Regions from separate parts of the Mus musculus genome. Here region 1 is linked to region 2. A link is a contact called in public HiChIP or PLAC-seq data. All regions are on one chromosome and are shown on one strand. The core of a region is the stretch at or near the end of the contact, and the rest is flanking DNA. Distances in the headings are between cores, read along the strand shown.

Region 1 (6,069 bases), core at 2,355-4,854, 380 kb before region 2:
GGGAACAACTCTCAGGTGACCATTCTAGCCTCCACCTCCAAGGAACTTGGGAAAGAGTTATCCTTCTCCAAAATACTGGAACTACATTTCTGTTGGTGTTAGGGAGGGTGGGAGAGACTTTGTGTAGTGTCACCTCTCACGCAAATGTGGAGATGGTGATTAAAGGTCAGAAATGAGTGTGGACTAAAAGAAATCTCTAGGCTAGTTTACAGGCTCCCTGGGGGTAGATCTCTGGCTGGCTCCCACAGCCCTGGCACACAGTTGGTGTCAATAAATACTCACTAAGTGAACACTGCTTATTCAAAATACAATCCCAACAGTAGTCCACCACACAAGAGAGGTCTGAAGAATAACATGATCTGTCACCTCTACATCCACCCACTTTCAGCCTCAACCTCTGTGCAGGATCTGATACACTAGCAGGGCCCTGGATCTGCCACTTAAATCATTTATTCATGCTTCCTAAAGGAAACGTTCTACCAATCAAGGACTACATCACACTAACTATAAAAGCGCCAAAGCCCTGTAAGAAACACTGTGGCAACCTCTTTCACAAAAACACAAAACAGTGTTAAGAGAAGATACATGCAATTGTGTAACTAGCCAAATCAGTAACAAAGAATCTCTACTTCCCATAGGAATCAAGACTTTAGACATCCCAATTGAGATAAACCTATTAATCAAGTTTAGAATGATATAATTTAATACAGTTCAAATTATAATGAAAAGCCAAAATATCCCCCACCTAAGGCAGATGCTTACAGGCAGGAGACAAACCGCAGTGGAGTGCAGGTTTCAAGAAACATCCCCATACCACAGATCTCTCTCCAGAAAGCCATTCACAGTTGGGAGCATACGGCCAGTTTGGATAATTTCTTCATCTACAAAACATCCGATTCACAACAGAAGATTCCTTCTACCCACCCTCCAAGAAGAAAAGGCACTGAATAGCCTATAGGCAACAAAAAGATACATACATTGCTCAGCCTCACCTAACTTCAGCAGTTCCTCTGTCCCCCAAGAGTTACCATTAACTTTCCAGAGGATCCTCAGCCATCGGAGATAGGGCTAGAGAAAAGATAAGCTATAAGATTTAAGATCTCAGAACACTGAAATTTCACTGTGTTGTATAGTATTCATCCTAGTAACAGAACCGGAAGAATGGTGATAAGAAATTCGGTCAAAAGAGGAAGAAGAAAGGACAGGAAATAATCAACACAACACAGACAGCTGCGAAGACAAGGCAACTCCAACTGGCAAGCCTCCTCCACATTGCTAGGGTCCTTTTTTTTTTTCCTCTGCTTGATCAAGAAAGAGCCTATTTACAAAGGGAAAAAAAAAAAATCAGACAGTCATCATATCCTAGGCTGGCTAATCCATAGTTGTGTAGATGCTGGGAGTCAGCAACTAACAGCCAAATTAGAATTTCCCCTTTCCTTCTCCTTCCTAAGGTCTAATTTGTGGTATTTGTGCTCTCTCTTTGAAGAGGGTAAGGACCATAGAAAGCAGACATCAAACATTCAAACACTAACGCGCGTGCCCAGCTCAAAACAAACCAGGTTGAGCCCTCAAGCCCGTGAACTTTGGTAATAACAAAATACATCTCTCTGGATAATCATCCGTGTAAAGTTTCTAAGAAAACTGATGTCTTTTGATCAGCCATTGCTCACGCAACTGATAAAGGGTCCCCTATTACCCCACATCAGTGGGCTTTTCTGAGAGCAATGGACTTTATTCACAGCTCAGATAGGTGTCACAATGCAACAATGGGCTCTTCCTAGGTATGTGGTACAGGTATGATGACTGGACACGGATAAGCAGACTGACAAACTTTGGCATTATTTTACACACACACACAAAGAGTCAAGTACATAGAAGTGTCTCCTTTACATATTTAAGGACATAGATGTACAAGTGGTATTCAGGCGTTCTAAACACGTATAACTTTCACTATGTTAATGAAAATGGAGGAATGAAATTGGTCTCCTAAAAGCAACTTCACTAACACTTATGTGGAGAAAATTGCATTCACTCCGGCCAAGGCCGATTAACTCGGGGTATTCTGAGCTAGTTAACACTTGGCTGTGGGGATAGGCTTATGTATTACAGGATTGCAACAGCCAGCCTGTATCAACCATCCATTGCAGCACCTCTAAGCATGACAAGTGTCTCTAGATATTACCAAATGTCAGCACAGGAAAGTTGCTCAGCTGAAAAATCAATGAGTTTTATAGACATAGGTAAAGGATGTTCAAGCGTCCATCAAGTTTTTCAAAACACTAACCTTGAAAAAAAGCGATTTGAATTTGCAAAAATGAACTGTCTCTATTTCCCAATCCAAATCTGATAGCAAATCAGATCCCAAAATGAAGAGGAAGCCATGCATGCACTAATATGCGGGATGTTAAAACATATTTTCTCCCTCAGGCACGGACCCCTGACCCATTAGACACAGTCGTGAAGAGAGAATCCAGTTCCACTGTAGACAGAATTAGCTTTTCTTTGGATGACTGAGTGTATCAGGTACAAGGCACAATCAAGTCTGAAAAGAACACCAAGACTCTTGACCCACAGGCAGTTCATCAAACACGCTTTAGTTCTGCCCAGGCAAAGCCGAGGACTGATCAGAAGGGATAAGAGTCAATCTATAAAGCCAAGCAAAACAGATCCTAGGGAGACTGTGAACAAGGACATAAAGGGTAGTGTGTGCGCCCAGGTGAACATAGCACATAGAAAAGCCCAGTGGTTGAACACAGGACCACACAAGAGTGAAGAAATGAAGGGAAATCCCCAAAGCACAGAAAGGGGGAAAGAATAGGCAGAAAGACTCAATTTATTATCTATCTTGCTATATTCTGCTAAGTTTGTTTCTTTAAATTCACTGATGAAACTTTCCAGCATAACTCTGAATCCTTTTATTTCTTGCTTAGAAAAAAAAAAAAATACTAACGTAGCTTGTGGTTTTTATGTCAACATCAAGCTGGCTTCCATCACACCCAATAATAAGAACAATTTATTATCAGTTCTGACTGGCCCTCCTCACACACCCAGGCTTGATACAAGCTTGTAAACTGATTAGCCATAAAATGGACACAGCAGACAGAAGGAAGAAAGGAAAGACAGCAAGCATGCTTCTGCAGGCAGGCTCCTAAGTGATATAATTAAAATATTTGTTGACTTACAGACATCCTTAAATCCTCAGCCAAAGTTCATACACTCTGAAGCGGAGGTATATCCTTGAAGGAAAATCGATAGACATGGGCAGACTGTATCATTTCCAGGCACTTTCAATGCTCGTGCAAAAGGCTTACCAAGACTCGAGTAACCTCCAAACACCAGAGGCCGAGTCTGCAAAGGTCTGGAGCACACGCTCCCGTGCCATAGTTCCCAAAGGGAGTCTGAGCAGCTGCTTCCAAGGATGCAGACTAAGAGGCAACCCTGCCTTCTACCACTAGAAGAGGCCAAAGCCAACCTGGAAATCCTCAAGACATTCCCACATGTCAGATGGGCGCAGGGGAGTCGTCCGAAGAACAGTGTAACCCTTCAGAGCTGCCTCTCCAAGGCCACTGAAGCAGTCTTAGTCATTCAGTCCTTCCCAACTCCAGAGCCTCCTTCACAAAGGAGCTGATAAGTAGTTTCCAGAATGAATCTACATCCAAGCATCCAAGCTCCACTCCCTATCATTGATTTTTTTTTTTTTTTTTGCCTTTCATCATTTCTCAAATCTTAACTATCATGAACGTTTATGTTCCATTTTATGCATTTTGGACATATCTTAACAAAGGTATAGTGGCCTGGCTTAGAGGGTGAGATGGTCAGAACAGAAGTTCCAGACCAGCCACTGGGTGGCTGTGATCTCAGCCAGCCAATCCAATCCCCTTGGATTCCAGAATAAAGGCAGAAAGTGCCGTGTTCAGGTCTTGCGAGAATTCAATGAGTTACTGTCTGTAATGTGCTTAGAACAATAATTACAATGTCTGGTCTTGCGTAGAGGGGGGGTGCATGTGTATAAGTGTGAGAGACCACTCAAAAACATGATTTTAGTTTCTATGTCTACATATAGATTAAGTATTTAGCACTGATCAAAAATATGTAAAAACTTATTTATGTTGGTAATTTAAATCTCTACAATAAAAGCACATTTCTAAAAGGTTTGTAATGCACTAAGAAGGATATGTGCTGTTAAATATACCTTGTATGCTGGATTCTGAAGACTTCATTAAATAAAAAAATAAATAAATAAACAGTCTAGTCACACATTAATTATGTTTGTAATGACTATATACATAAATCAAACTCACTATACTGGGTAAAGAAAAGCGTGACAGTAGCACTTGTTTCTTTTTACACTTTTAATGCGGCCCTGAGAACATTTAAAGTTACATCTGGGGCTGGCATTCACATGGGTGAGTGACTCACATGGCATTTCAATGGGACAGCGCTGCCCAACAAACAATGGCTTCTGCAGACAATCTTCTCTCTTCCCATAAAGTAGAGGCAGGATCCTGCTGCACTCTATGCAAAACCACAGGTACACAGCAGCCCAGCAGTCTAGGGCCAGCCCTGAGCAGCCCCAATGGGCAGGAGTGTCTAAGAGAAGCCCTGAGCAGCCCCAATGGGCAGGAGTGTCTAAGAGAAGTTCCTGACCAGAGTTAGCAAACCGCTGTGGGTATGTGATTCCAGATGGCAGTAGCTTAGGGGAGAGTGGGTTTTGGAGAACAAAGACAACAATTGAGTATGTACGTTCACATCTGTAACACCAGGGACTTGGAACATCTTGGGAGATGGATCCTGGGGCAGTGGAGACTCACCAAGTGCAAAAAGTGGCCTCAACTGAGTGTTAGGGCCCAAAGAATGAGAGAAAACAGATGGCAAGAGTTGTCAGAAGCTGTTCTGATGTCAAAGTCAAAGGAAAAAAAAGAATAGAGCAGCCAGTGAAAGCAATCTTTTGGAGGAGGAATCAATAGGGCTGATAACCAGATTGGTGACACAAGAGGGAATTTCAAGGATGAATTGGAAGATGGGTGAAGAGGATAGTAGCCAGAGAGCAAGGCCAGAAGATGATATAGTTTGAGACACTGGACATTTAGAAATAATTAGGAAAGATGACTAGTTCATATCAATGAATGAATGAAAGGATAGACAAATGAACAACACCAAAATAATGAAGCAACAAAAGAACCATGAACAAACCAATCTATATGGATGGAGAATGGTTACAGGTTAGCCCCACTCTCCAATGTGGTCACCTGTAACAGTAGACTATCCTTGGTCATAAAGACACACAGAGCACAAGATGTGTTTCACCAAATAACACCGTGCACAGTCCAGGAAGAGCACTCACAGGCTTGCAGACCACAGTCCTGTCAGAGGTAGCAGACCCTGCCCTATACTTTTACTCTCACGAGGGGTCAGCAAAGGCGTCTCTTCTCATGCAAAACCCACCATGTTCTCCGCTGTATTTATGAGAGTCCTCATAGTGAAAAACCAGGAACAAACCACAGTGAGCGGCCACAGCCAAACCACATGGTGAAGGCAAGAACTCACAGTGAACTGCTTCAAATCAAGCCTTTTTGTCTCTAATCACTCTGCTTAAAGCCTCAAAGCAAAGTGCCAGTGCTTCTTACCAGCTGTGGGATTTGAGGGCAAGACTCCATGAGGAGTTGACAGTCTCTTTTTACTTCTAGCTATTCTGAAACCATCCCTGGCAGTTGTCCTCGGAGAAAAATAAACAGATCCCAGACCTGGGTGGTGAAAGCAACTGTATGTCCTAAGACTAGCCATTTGAGAAGACAGTTACACTGTGACAGATGGAATTGTAGCCCCAGGTTCACACACTGAGGCTCTAACCCCCAAATAATGACACAATGATACCATCCCCCATCATGGTTCCAGAACCACTGAAGTTCCCAAATCTTCAGATGTTCACAGCACTTCTGTAACCTTACACAATCTTTGTGTATCACCTATGATCTTCATCCCATACATTCAAGATTATGTATACATCCAACAGCACTAATGGTATGGAAACTATACTAAGAAATACATTTTTTTAAAAAAAACTGTATA
Region 2 (6,926 bases), core at 870-3,369:
TGGAGAATGGTGGATCTCAGCCTAGCACAGTGGTTCTCAGCCTTCCTAATGCTGTGACCCTTAATATAGCTCTCGTGTTGTGGTGACTCCCAACCATAAAATTATTTTGTTGCTACTTTATACCTGTAAGTTTGCTACTTTTATGAATCATAGTGTAAATATCTGTTTTCCAGTGGTCTTTGGCCCACCCTAATGGCCATTTAGCACCCCATAAAGGGGTTGCAACCCACGAGTTGAAAACTTCTGTTCTAGGCAGGTGGAATCTGGAGAGAAGCCCTAGGGTCAGTCTTGACAAAGGTTAGGTTCCTCCATCCCCATTTAAGTGGGTTTGCTTCCTGGTTCATGAGGCAAATGGCATCATCCTGCTTCATGCTTCCCAGCAAAGACCCAAAGCAGTGGGGCTCTTGGCCCCTCACCCACCTACCCTTCCACCCTGTGTTATAACAAGAGCCATTGATGCTTTTGTTTCTTCAGTGTTGTCTAAACATTTGGAAGCAACAGTGTGGTGCTTTCAAAAGTTAAAGTTAAAATGGATTGACACCTCTGCGTCAAAATATTCATCTCAGTGTTCCCCAATAGCAGTTGCCTTCCAGTGTACGTAACTGCCACAAGCTTATTATGGACAGATGCTTCACGGCAGTCTGTCTTGAATCACGAATCCAGTTTTCTGTGTTAGGTGATGTGTATTCTTATAGCTCATGCACGCTCTCAGTGATAAAGCAAGGGGTGACACCAATAATCAGCGCTCAGACCTCAACTCGAAGCACAGCCAGCCTCTCATAGTGGAGTGTCTGGCACATGGCAGGTGCTCAGTGAATAAGTTGACCAAATGTGTGAAAAGGAAAGAGCTGAAGCCTAGATGGAGGGGTGGTGGACATGGACGAAAACGTGCCAGGCTTCCTAAGTAGCTTCCATGTGGGGAACATGTCATTTGCAAATGAGCATGTAAGCTCAGTGGAAACAGTTTAAAGTATCGTTTGTAGTTGGAAGCACACATGATTTGCACTCTGAGTAAGGTAGTTCTCGTCACGGCGATACAGTCATATATGATTCTTTACACTGAACATATTCTGTTATTGTTTTAAAAATGCAAGCCTGGGGCTGGAGAGACGGCTCAGCGGGGAAGAGCACTGACTGCTCTTCCAGAGGTCCTGAGTTCAAATCCCAGCAACCACATGGTGGCTCACAACCATCTGGAATGGGGATCCGATGCCCTCTTCCGGTGTGTCTGAGGACAGCGACAGTGTACTCACATACATGAAATAAATAAATACAAAAATCTAAAAAAAAGCCTGTTGGAGAACAGAAGGAGAGTTACTTTTCACCCAGCCATCTCTATGGCAAAGAATACCTCATAGTTAATAGAAGACACCTCCTTTTATTTTCTAGGCATGTTTGCCACCGTGGCCGGGATTTCCCAGCGTGCCCCTGTGCACTGGTCAGAAAATGTGATTGGGGCAGCTGTTTGCTTCCCCTATGTCATAGCGCTCGATGACGAATTCATCACAGTTCACAGCATGTTGGATCAGCAGCAGAAACAGACCCTGCCCTTTAAGGAGGGGCACATCCTGCAGGACTTTGAAGGTACCTGTTGAAATAGGAATCTTAACGTTTTCATTGCAAACCTCCTGTGATCTTTCTACAGTAAATGTCATTGGGGACCCATTAGGAGCTGGGCCTTATGCTTAGAGGAGATACATTAGTAACAGAGCTGGAGAAACGGCTTAGTGGCTAAGTGCTCTTGCAGAGGACCCAGGTTACTTCCCAGTCCCAGGCTGCTCAGAGCTGTATATGTACACCTGTGTATGTTCCCCTCACACACACACACACAAATGCATGTTCAAGCACACAAAACACTCACACACAAATAGATCTTTGAAGAAGGAAAGTAATGAGTGCAGTGCAGTGTCTGTGCTTCAGGGACAGCAAGGTTAAGGGTGTAATAGGCTTTTCAGTAAAGAACCACAGTGATTTAGGACTTGGCTGGACAGACATATCAGGGAGGGCTTCCTGGGGGCGCCATTTAAGAATGGAAGGAATCAGCCAGGCAAGTGTATGCAGAACCTTCTAGCAGAGAAAAGGGTGTGTCTGAACAAGAGGTCGCAAAGGCGGGGCCTCAGTGTATGTGGAAGGTGGAGGCATTGAGTGAGGCTGCCCTGTGGTTAGGCACAGTTGGCAAGCGGCCTAAGTGTAATGCACACAAACTTCACTTCCTCTCCTTTCCATTCTGAACATTTTCAAACGTTCAGAGAAATTGACTGAGGGGCAGAATGGACCACACATTCCCTTAGCCCAGATAGAAAGCTTGGGTGTGTTTGCAGCATCTGCACTGTTTGTAAGTAAATTCTGGGTATTGCATCACTGAATATTAACCTGCGTCAACACAAATCTCCTAAGAACATTCATAGCTGAGAATGTTAATGTTCATTCTTTAGCACCATCTGTTAGCCCACTGCCGTGGTTAGGCTTTCGATTGCTATAAAGAAACACTATGACCACAGCAGTTTTTATAAAGAAAAACATGTAACTGAGGCTGGGTTATAGTTTCAGAGATTCAGTCCATTATTGTCATGGCAGAAAGCAGGGCAGCATGCAGGCAGATAGAGTGCTGCAGAAGGAGCTGAGAGTTCTACATCTGAATCAGCAGGCAGCAGGAGGGGATACTGAGACTTTGGCTTGAGCTTCTGAAACCTCAAAGCCCACCCCTCGTGGTACACTTCCTCCAACAAGGCCACACCTCCTAATAGTGCCGCTCCCTATGAGCCTATGGGGGCCATTTCTTACCACCATATTGGCCCATACTCATGTCCCCAACTTATCCAAAGAATGGCTTTGAGTATTTTATAAATCTAAGTAATACCTTATACTTGCATGTAAGGATCCCTTTGTTCTTTGAACAGTGACTGAGATGCTGGGTATATATAATGTATGTATGTATGTATGTATGTATGTATGTATGTATGTATGTATGTATGTTTCAACCTTAGTAAGAAATGTAGTACTCACAATGATGTGGGTCAGATCCAGTTAAGCACTAGCACTATTAGAGTCATCCTTTGGTACACACATCTACAAGTTGCATTATCTCTCTTGAGTAGTGAGATTCATGGGTGTTTTGGTCCCTTATATGACTTGGCTTAGTATTAGCCTAGAACCTACACACAAGTTCTTGTTGGTTTTAAATCATCTCTAAATTACTTAAGGCCACGCACAAACTATTTAAGTAGTTGTCACCTTATTTATTGTTTGGACAACTATGACCAAAATATATATATATATACACACACATATATAAATATACATACACACACATACATACATATCTCATGTGCAACTACAGATACAATCACCTCTTTCCCAGGTATTTTTGATTCCCGGTGGGTTGATCCCACAGACTCAGAAGCTGCAGACACAGGGGACTGACTGCATGCTCAGGTTACAAGACTTTGAATATTGAGTGGTTCAAACTAGCACAGGCTTACAGACATGGGGGAGACCAGTGTAGCCTGCCTTACATGGGAGCAGAGGCTCCTTAGAAGAGTAGCTTCTGGAAAGAACCCAGATGCCCCTCAGCAGAGGAATGAATACAGAAAATGTGGTACATTTACACAATGGAGTACTACTCAGCTATTAAAAAGAGTGAATTTCTGAAATTCCTAGGCAAATGGATGGACCTGGTGGGCATCATCCTGAGTGAGGTAACACAATCACAAAGGAACTCACACAATATGTACTCACTGATAAGTGGATATTAGCCCAGAAACTTAGAATACCCAAGATATAAGATACAATTTGCTAAACGCATGAAACTCAAGAAGAACAAAGACCAAAGTGTGGACACTTTGCCCCTTCTTAGAATTGGGAACAAAACACCCATGGAAGGAGTTACAGAGACAAAGTTTGGAGCTGAGATGAAAGGATGGACCATGTAGAGACTGCCATATCCGGGGATCCATTCCATAATCAGCTTCCAAACGCTGACACCATTGCATACACTAGCAAGATTTTATCGAAAGGACCCAGATGTAGCTGTCTCTTGTGAGACTATGCCGGGGCCTAGCAAACACAGAAGTGGATGCTCACAGTCAGCTATTGAATGGATCACAGGGCCCCCAATAGAGGAGCTAGAGAAAGTTGTTCCCAAGGAGCTGGGGGGATCTGCAACCCTATAGGTGGAACAACAATATGAACTAACCAGTACTTACCCGCCCCCCCCCCCCCAGCTCATGTCTCTAGCTGCATATGTATCAGAAGATGGCATAGTCAGCCATCAGCGGAAAAAGAGGCCCATTGGTTGTGCAAACTTTATATGCCTCAGTACAGGGGAATGCCAGGGCCAAGAAGTGGGAGTGGGTGGGGGAACGTGTGGGGGACTTTTGGGATAGCATTGGAAATGTAAATTAAATACCTAATTAAAAAAAAAAAAAAAGAAGAGTAGCTTCGAGCAAATGGCCAGATACTGACAGAAAAGGGAAACCATTTTAATTGGGATGCAGGAGACAGAAGAAAAAAGTTACTACTTCCTGTGAAGAGGGACTGCTGAGTTAAGAGAGGGATCAGAGTTTAATTTGAAGCTTAGTTAAAGGAGCTAATGTGGGCTGCAGTCCTGACTCTTTCACAGACAGAATTCTATAGAGCAGTGGTTCTCAACCTTTGTAAGGCCGTGACCCTGTAATACACAGCTCCTCGGGTTATGGTGACACCCTCCCCCACCATATTTTCATTGCTACTTCATAACTGTAATTTTGCTACTGTTATAAATTGTGATGTGCGTATCCATTTTCTAATGGTCTTAGGTGACCCCATGAAAGGGTTGGTCAACCCCCAAAGGGGTCGGCCCACAGGTTGAGAACTGCTGCTGTAAAGTCTTGGGTACAAGAGCTACAGTGGTGGACAAGGACAGCTGGCGGGATGCTAGGCCAACCAACCAGTAAGTTATCAATCATCAATCAACTGAAGTGGCACATGGATGGAAGGGAAGGTGAAATACTATCTCACAGTCCAAAGCATTGCATTAAATCTTAGTTTGTGCAAACCAGCTTAAGAAGGAAAAGATTTTCAGTGAGGTTTTGATGATGTTCCATGATGGGGCTCTGCATCTTCGCTGGACTCTGCATCATATGTCTCCTCATGGGCTTCCAAATCAATGGGCAGTTTCACGTAGAAAAGGGCATAAAGAGCACATTTTATCCTTTCACAACGTGACATTAAACTTCACCCTTCCCAACAGTTGTCACTCTGGGCGGAAGACAAGGGAGGCATCATACCATCATCCTGTGTGGGATGGTATTGGAAAAGCCGGTGGGAGTGATTAGCAGATCAGATAAGGGCCCAGTGTGAGGAAAGCAGTCGTGTACGGAGGAGGCAATGCTTTTCTCTTCCAACCATGTTAATGTTGTTCTTTTCTTCCCCTCAGGAAGAGTGATTGTTGCCACAAGTAAAGGAGTTTACATCTTGGTTCCATTACCTCTGGAAAAACAAATACAGGATCTGTTAGCAAACCGGAGAGTGGAGGAGGCTTTGGTCTTGGCAAAAGGAGCCCGGAGGAACATTCCAAAGGAGAAATTTCAGGTTGGTAATTACTGGTCACAAGACAGCATGCCTGTAAGCACCAGCATTCAGATTTAACCACGCGCACCGGAGCTCACTCTGCAGAAGGCCAGTGCAGCACTTTGTGCCTGTCCTGTAGTGTTTTTCAACACATCTCATGTTCTGTAAGTTAGGAAGCAAATTACAGAGCAACCAAACAGTTCAACTAAGATTGCGCAGCTGACTGGGGAAGGTCAGCTTGTTAGTTCCTCACTTGGTACACTAGGCTGTATTTGAAATCAACTCCCTTGTGCAGGCTCCTACTCAGAGCAGCTATGAACATGGTTCCTATAAACCGGCAGGCAGATTATTTTAGCCCAACAGATCTCTGATTTTAGAGTATGTATTTGTTGAGGTGGGGTTAAATTAATTTGCACACATGTCATGTCCTCTCTGTAGACAGCAGGGGCCACTTGCATCCAGGATAGCTATAAATGAACAATTATAAATCCAATGTGTATAAATCCAATGTATTTTAGACCTCATGTTACCATGTCACAGCGTCAAAAGGTTGTCCGTCCGTCCTCCCCCCAACCTCCGCCTGCAAAAAGTCAGTTTGTTTGTTTTTATCTCTCATGTGTAGGCAGTGCTTTGCACACAGAGCAGATAAAGCACCTCACCTCAGGAGCCCGGCCACTTCACTCCCTTACAGAACGGCAGTCTTCCAAGTACAGGAGCCACAGGCACAGATCACTGTACCTGGCCAGGAGAAAACGCCAAGTGCACAGGAGAAATGCTAACTTTAAATATTATTTATATAGTAAACATAGTCGTCAGGATCAAGTACATTTCTAAAATTCCTACTTGATCAGATGTGTCATTAAGGGCACTACATATTTGAGAATGCTAAAACATGTTAGCTGAACCTGGAGGCCTAGACCTGTAAAGCTAGTTACTTGGAAGCCTGAGGTAAGGGGACCTCAAGTTCAAGGCCTGCTTGAGGTACAGAGATTGTTCAGTGCCAACCTGGGGATTTAGGGTAACCCTGTCTCAAAATAAAAAGTGACATACCCTTGTCTAGCTTGGGGGAAGCTTTAGGTCCAGTCCCTAGTGCTGCAGAAAGCAACAACAAACAACTAAAACTACGGTGGTGTGTAGACATTTCTATCTCATTTGAGTCAGTCAATCAGATTTTACCTCTGATTGATTGCTATGGCAGAGAAGATATGTTTGGATGCAAGTTGCCTCATAGAGCAAAGGGTAATTAATTGCTGTTCCCAGTGAGTGAAGAGTGCATGTGTCCTCCAGGGTTTGGGAATTTGGAAGGAGAGGTCTGGTAAACAGAGGTCTTATCCCGCTCCTAACTCGCTGCAGTGGCACTAACCTGTCAGTGTTCA

What was found. HiChIP or PLAC-seq counts read pairs in DNA pulled down with a chosen protein or histone mark.
Region 1: a FOXA1 HiChIP or PLAC-seq map of pancreatic cancer cells shows a contact between it and region 2. The contact joins two enhancer-like sites. A contact is called at or near these places in 1 of 115 datasets of contacts at active chromatin or transcription factors (pancreatic cancer cells) and 2 of 9 other capture datasets (adipose tissue and liver).

The regions. Positions count from the first base shown.
Region 1 is chr1:43,452,351-43,458,419 of GRCm38.p6, reverse strand. The region is part of intron 1 of Nck2 (non-catalytic region of tyrosine kinase adaptor protein 2); the gene reads right to left. Among named protein-coding and RNA genes, the nearest start is that of Nck2, 9.6 kb to the right of the region's middle. Within about 2 kb of position 3,604, at least 17 of the 459 cell types and tissues checked have an H3K27ac peak or open chromatin away from gene starts, as enhancers often do. A contact at or near this core is called in pancreatic cancer cells, where this site is marked.
Region 2 is chr1:43,066,119-43,073,044 of GRCm38.p6, reverse strand. It overlaps Tgfbrap1 (transforming growth factor, beta receptor associated protein 1), which reads left to right. Exons shown (of 12, transcript NM_001357299.1): 3 at 1,390-1,584; 4 at 5,417-5,571. Among named protein-coding and RNA genes, the nearest start is that of Gm28782, 15 kb to the right of the region's middle. Within about 2 kb of position 2,119, at least 37 of the 459 cell types and tissues checked have an H3K27ac peak or open chromatin away from gene starts, as enhancers often do. A contact at or near this core is called in pancreatic cancer cells, where this site is marked.